Regions from separate parts of the Pan troglodytes genome. Here region 1 is linked to region 2. The links are chromatin contacts, called in public Hi-C maps. All regions are on one chromosome and are shown on one strand. Each heading gives the region's core, a stretch centred on a gene start, on an enhancer-like site or on the middle of the called end of the contact. The rest is flanking DNA. Distances are from core to core; before and after follow the strand shown.

Region 1 (3,365 bases), core at 442-2,941, 150 kb after region 2:
TCTAGTGGAAGCATTCCTTCCTTTGGATCTAGGCTTCCAAACACAATAAACCCAAGGTTGTAGAAATGGTGTGCTGGAACACTATGCAGCCATAAAAAATGATGAGTTCACGTCCTTTGTAGGGACGTGGATGAAGCTGGAAACCATCATTCTCAGCAAACTATCGCAAGGACAAAAAACCAAACATCGCATGTTCTCACTCATAGGTGGGAATTGAACAATGAGAACACTTGGACACAGGAAGGGGGACATCACACAGCGGGGCCTGTTGTGGGGTGGGGGGAGGGGGGAGGGATAGCATTAGGAGATACACCTAATGTAAATGACGACTTAATGGGTGCAGCACACCAACACGGCACATGTATACATAGGTAACAAACCTGCACGTTGTGCACATGTACCCTAGAGCTTAAAGTGTAAAAACAACAAAAAAAGAAACGGTGTGCTGGATATTTTCTATTTATCCCTCCAGGCATTGTGCCTAGTAGGCTGACCTCTACAGACTACACAGACCTAGCTCCAGTGTCTTCTGGCTTCCTGGTGGATCCAGCCAGTGGAAGACCCCAGCTGGATATCAGAGCTGGGAGAACAGAGAGGTGGGTCTTCTCCACTCTGTCCCTGCTTTGGGCTGACGTCTCAGCACTGGCTACAACTATAGAATCTCACCTTACTTGGTGAAAAGTTGGCATTGCTTGCTTTCCTCTACTGAACGACACAGTTCCAGTTGGTTACTCTCGTACAGCCACAGCTACCGCTCTCGCCTTGTTTTAGTAACTGCTTCCTTCCCCCACCCCCTCAGCCCTATAGTTAGTAACAGCTCCCCGCCGTTACTGGTTACTACTGGTTATGGAAGGCGAACTATGTGCCCGACACTGTGCTAAATGCCCACATATATTATCTTTTAGTCCTCACAATCCAATAAATTAGATGGCTTTAGTCCTATTGCAGAGGTAATAAATTCAGAGTGACAGTGACAGAGCTAGAAATTGAAGGTAGGTGTGTTTATGCTAGAGTCTGTGCACTCAAACACGATTCCTTACTTCTTGCATCACTTGTTAACCTCCCTTCAAGAGTGTCAAACCTCCTGGTAACCCGCCCATTCCCTCAACTGGAAATGAGGGTGCTGTTGCAATTTTCTCATCCAGCCATTCCACAAATGGTATCTGGAATGTGGGACCCACAGTCCAGAATCCTGAGGGCTGCTGTTGAGAGCATCAGGACGCGCCCAGGAGGTCAGGGCGGTGTTCACTCACACGCTGAGCCTGGAGAAAGTTAGACGCCTTCTCCACCGCTGTGGTGGTTAGCAGGGACTTTCCTGAAGGCCAGAGACTGGTGACGTTCATGCTATTTTTCCAAGCCATTTGGTAGCAAAGAACAGAGTGCCAACAATTCAAGCATTCTCTCAGGCTGGGAGAGAGACTTGGCTTATTCAAGATAGAAATTGCTGGTGAGGTTGAGACGAGACTGACATCTCTCTGAGCAGCAGGGGAGAAAGACGGCTCTGTTCAAAAAAGAATGGGTAATTTCAGTCAGTTCTGTTCTTTCTCGTTTCTGTCTTATCTTTATGACTTTTTAATAGTGCCAATTTAACAGATAAGGGGACAGAGGCCTTTAATTGAGAATTCCACTCCGCTTCCTCTGCCTCACCTCAAAAATCTGGCAGCTGAGTCGCCGCGGCTTTGAATTTGCCTCTTTTGACCTTCCCCTCCCACCTCTGGTAACACTGAGCCTGGCCCGGAAGGACACACCCGGCTTCTGGCGGAAGTGCTGGCTCTTTAAAGAAGCCGAGGGCTGCGCGAATTGGCTGAGGTGCGTCATCTACTGTAGCTGGGCGCCAATCCCAACGCTGGGCGGAGCGAGGCCCGGTCCCTGCAGCGGGCGAAAGGAGCCCGGGCCTGGAGGTCTGTGTACCGGTCGCCTGGTCCCGGCACCAGCGCCGCCCAGTGAGTGAACACCGGCCGCAGGCGGGTGGGGAGAAGGGTCAGCCCGGCCATGTCAGTCAGCGCGATCTCCTGGGCTCCGGGCTTGCCAGGCAGCGCTGGGCGCCCGCTCCTCGTGAGCGCCTGCTCTTGGCTCTCGCACTGCCCCTGGTGCTGATAGGTATTGCCAATCTCGTTCCATTAGAGCGCGTTCTTGTCGCCTGGCGTGGACTCCGGATCTCTCCGTAGCTTTAAAATAGAGTTGAGAAAAACAGGCAGAGTGCTCTCAACAGAAATCAGCACACTATTGCGGGGAATACCTAAATTACAGTAATTGGCCTCAGGGAGCGAGGGCGGTGTTAATTACAGAAAACCTCCGGAAGCTGTGGGCTCTGGGCTGGAATTTGCAGGGGGATGTGGCTTAGTTTGAATGGGATGCAAATATTTATTGAAAATGATTGTGGTGAGACGATCAGTCATACATTCAGGCAATGTGTCATCTGATCAGGAAATAAGTCAGCGCAGTAATCCCGATGACAGAATTCATGTAATTAATTTTTTATGTCCCCCCAAGTAAAATCAAATCTAGGTACTCACAGGTGACCGGAAGAAAGGCTGTCTGGAACTTGCAGGCCCCACTTCTCCTCCCCAGAAATACACCTTCCCATAGTAATTTATAGCTCACCTGAGGCAGGGCTGAAGCATTAAAGACCCCTTCCAAGATCTCAGAAGGAATCAAAGGGAAAATGAAGACAGAGGGATTGAAATCAGGATTCTCTGCAAAACATCACTCTGAGACACAGTGATGTTTAAAATTATATAAGTAGCAAGACTTTTTTTTATGCATGGTAAAAAGTGTTAGAATTTTTAAAAGACTTAACTTATACAAGTGAGTGAAATCAAAGTTATCCCTATTGCAAGGTCAACTTTTGCTTATTTTCTGATACATATTTTGTGAGCAAGAGGAGATAGCTGAAAGTGTTCTGGACACCCTAGGGAATATTCCCAGACTTTGGGAGATGACTTTGCCAGGAATGGGGAAGTTGGGAAAGGAAAGAATGTTGAAAATACTGAACTCCAGGGTGAAATTTACAAGGTGTGATGGGTTTATTTATTCTCAGGTGTGGTTTCCCATAAGGAAGCTCTTCTTCCTGCTTGGCTTCCACCTTTAACCCTTCCACCTGGGAGCGTCCTCTAACACATTCAGACTACAAGTCCAGACCCAGGAGAGCAAGGCCCAGAAAGAGGTAAGTCTAAATACTAACTTCCCAGACAGTGTTTCTTTCCCAGATGATTGACATGAGGACTCTCTCTTTTCAGTGGAGATCCTAACCCCTTACAAACAGGAGCACTTTAAAGCACACAGCTCTGTGATATACAGGGTATGTGGAGGAATAGTACTAGAGTACAGTTGTTTTCTTTATAAATGTTTGCAGCAGGTGTAAA
Region 2 (3,177 bases), core at 191-2,690:
TTGAGGTCAAGAGTTTGAGACCAGCCTGGCCAACATTGTGAAACCCCATCTCTACTAAAAATACAAAAATTAGCTGGGCGTGGTGGTGGGTGTCTTTATCCCGGCTACTTGGGAGGCTGAGGCAAGAAAATCGCTTGAGCCTGCGAGGTAGAGGTTGCAGTGAGCCGAGAGTGTGCCACTACACTCCAGCCTGGGCAACACAGTGAGACTCTGTCTCAAAAAAAAAAAAAAAAGATCTGGCTATATTGCTATATACTAACTGTGGTAGGTTCTGTAGTTCCTCTCAATAACACTGCCAGGTAAGGTTCATTATTTTATGTATGAGGAAACTAAGGTTCAAAGAGAACGACTTGTCTGTAGTCATGCAGCTGGTTAATGGCAGAGCTGGATTCAACTCAGGCAAGCTACCTATACATCTCAGGGCAGGTGGGAAAGGGTTATGTTAGACTCAAGTAGGAAGCTTTATGAAATTGCTCCCCATTTCCTGCTTCTCCATGATATTCTGGTATGTACCCCAAATGGCTGTGAATCTTTGCAGAAGTCAGTGGTTGTTACTGACCGGAGAGTGAGGAATTATCTTCCATGTTTTGGGGGTGGTAAAAAGTCTGAGAACCACCACTACATGTTACTTCTTCCATCTGCCTTCCGCTGCTTGAGCCTTCAAAATAAAGTTGTAAGAAATTCCAGCTGTTTGCCCTTACCAATATAGCCCAGGGTGACTCTTACTTAATTCTGTATATGAGTTCCAGAAAATATAGAACTCTATAGAAAAAATGTATGGCACTTGGCTGAGATGTTCTGTTGACTTCCCTCCAGTCCTTATAAGATCACTTTTCCCTTCCTTGATTGTTGTCCCCCATTGACCAAACCAGCAGGTACTGGCCATTCCCCTCAGTGACTAAAGCTGTCAGCGTCATTACTAGGGTTAAGGCCCTGTCATGGGCTGCCCCAGCCACACACATATTCCAGCTGCTTTGCCTGTTTTAGTCATCCTGTGTGACATCTCTTCTTGTTATATAGGATATCACCTATGTAAAAGATGAGAGAGAGAGAGGGCTTCTGTGATCTGCAAACCCTTTGAAGACAAGGCTGATGTTTTACTATCTCTCTATCTTGGTGCCTAGTACAGTGCTTAGTACCAAATGAATGATAAAATACATGAGAAAGAACAGGATGGTCTCCTCATGATTGCACTTTTCTCAGGATAGGCCAGGACCCTATCTCCATTTCCATAGAAATGGCCCTTTCCCCCAGGTTCTGGTACATGGCCCTGGTTGAGCTAATAAACAGCAACAAAAGAACTTAAAGTCTAAAAATGCTTTGAGGCCTGAAAGAAATTATCTCTGAAGGTGAAGTGTTGAGGTAGAAAGATGGAGAAATGGGGGAAGTGCATGTGCAGGGAAAGGGCAGGGACTTCCCAGCTCACCTCCTGTCATGTCCAGATGCAGCCACACACTTTGCTTACAGTGACTTGTCCTGTCTGGAGGCAATTCTTTGAGGCAAAACTATGCCTTAAAGCCTTAAAGCCCAGCCCAGAATTTCACATCAGCCCTTCTCTAGTCCTGACATTATTCACCAGATAAAAGGCAGATACTTGCTATGTTTTACAAGTTTCTTGTCTGTGTCATCAGCCTTGTTCCATCCTTAGATACAAAGAGGGCTGAAAACAGGATGTTTGAAAACAGGATGTTTGGGTTAAAAAACAGGGTTGAAGAAAAAAAGAATAATATTCAGAAAAGAATGTGGCAAGTGGACATAGTTCTTAAGGAACCCTACAAATGAGACTTGAAAACCTGGCTCATTTCATGATTCATTGACTCAAAGATTTTAAGGACATATTTCAGCTGGTAGAAAAAAGTTCACTTGAGGATAACATCTTGAGAGTCAAGTTGAAGATAAAAGACTCCTGTTTCTGGTATCTCTGTGAAACATAGAGGAGGGTACCCTTTAGGACCAAGTACTTCATAGAAAGTTAGAGCTGGAAGGGGATTTACAAGCCATTTCATTTTAGTCTTCTCAGGAAACTGAGGCTCATAGGAGTTAAGCGTCTAGTTTGAAGAATTATGGGATCTTAGAGTAAGAAGATTTGTACTTCATCACCTAAGGGAAGAATACTTTCCAGAGTATCCTGAAAAATGGTAGCTCCAGGCTATGTAGATATATCCAGGAACCAGGAGGTTAACCTTTGATGAACAGCTCTAGTTGTTAGTGAATTCTTTCCATTTCTGGGCCAAATTCTGCTTCAATGTAACTTGCACCCATTGATCTTGGCTCTCATGTCTTCCCTTGATAATTCTTCTCCAGGAGAAAGGCACCCAGCTTCTTCCAGTATTCCTAGTCTAGGGGTGGCTTCAAGCCCGATTGCCATCTTGGGTGCTTCCCTCCAGATCTACTCTCATTTATTCATGTCCCAATTAACAAGTCGGGCCCAGAATAGAACAAAATATTCTAGAGGTAGGCTGGCCTAGACATAGTAGGTTCCATAGGACTATTTGTTCCCAGTTCTGAACAGTGTCCTGTCAACACTGCTGAAGTTCTCCTTAGTGTTTTTGTTTTGTTTTGAGACAGGGTCTCACTTTGTTGCCTAGGCTGGAGTGCAGTGGTGAGGTCATGGCCCATTGCAGCTTTGATCTCCTTGGGCTCAGGTGATCCTCCTACCTAAGCCTCCCTAGTATCGGGACTACAAGTGTGCGCCATCACGCCCAGCTAATTTTTGTATTTTTTATAGAGACGCAGTTTCGCCATGTTGCCCAGGCTGGTGTCAAACTCCTGGGCTCAAGTGATCCACCTGCCTTGACCTCTTAATGGGCTGGGATTATAGGCATGAACCACCATGCCCAACCTCCTTAGTTTTTAAGCAATTGGATTTCAATTCAACCTGCATTTGTACTTAGGGCACATTTGTAGTTTATGAGTATGATACTGTTTAAATTCTTTTCTATTAAATCCCCAGAACTTTTTCATATTAACTGCTAATAAACTGCTCTTCCATCTTAGGTGTGTGGATCAAAAGCAGGACCTTACATTCTACCTCTTTGGTTTTGACCTAGTGATTCAACCTGGGACTTAATTTTTTTATTTTTTATTTTTATTTTTTGAGGCAGGGCGTCACTCTGTTGTCCAGGCTGGAGTGCAGTGGTACAATCTTGGCTCACTGCAGCCTCAACCTCCCGGGCT

What was found. A called contact is a pair of places that touch in the nucleus more often than the background predicts.
Region 1: a contact with region 2 is called in a Hi-C map of a lymphoblastoid cell line, with 4 times the contacts expected there. The contact joins the promoter of CD274 here to the enhancer-like site in region 2. A contact is called at or near these places in 5 of 7 Hi-C or Micro-C datasets (blood, induced pluripotent stem cells, a lymphoblastoid cell line and 1 more), 1 of 1 datasets of contacts at active chromatin or transcription factors (stem cell-derived excitatory neurons) and 1 of 1 other capture datasets (stem cell-derived neural stem cells).

What each region holds. Positions count from the first base shown.
Region 1 is chr11:110,485,809-110,489,173 of NHGRI_mPanTro3-v2.0_pri, forward strand. CD274 (CD274 molecule) reads right to left here and starts at 1,692. Exons shown (of 8, transcript XM_001140705.6): 1 at 667-1,692. PLGRKT (plasminogen receptor with a C-terminal lysine) reads left to right here and starts at 1,761. Exons shown (of 6, transcript XM_063788739.1): 1 at 1,761-1,943; 2 at 3,041-3,166.
Region 2 is chr11:110,336,886-110,340,062 of NHGRI_mPanTro3-v2.0_pri, forward strand. No RefSeq gene overlaps it. Among named protein-coding and RNA genes, the nearest start is that of RIC1, 43 kb to the left of the region's middle. Within about 2 kb of position 1,441, at least 1 of the 24 cell types and tissues checked has an H3K27ac peak or open chromatin away from gene starts, as enhancers often do. A contact at or near this core is called in a lymphoblastoid cell line, where this site is marked.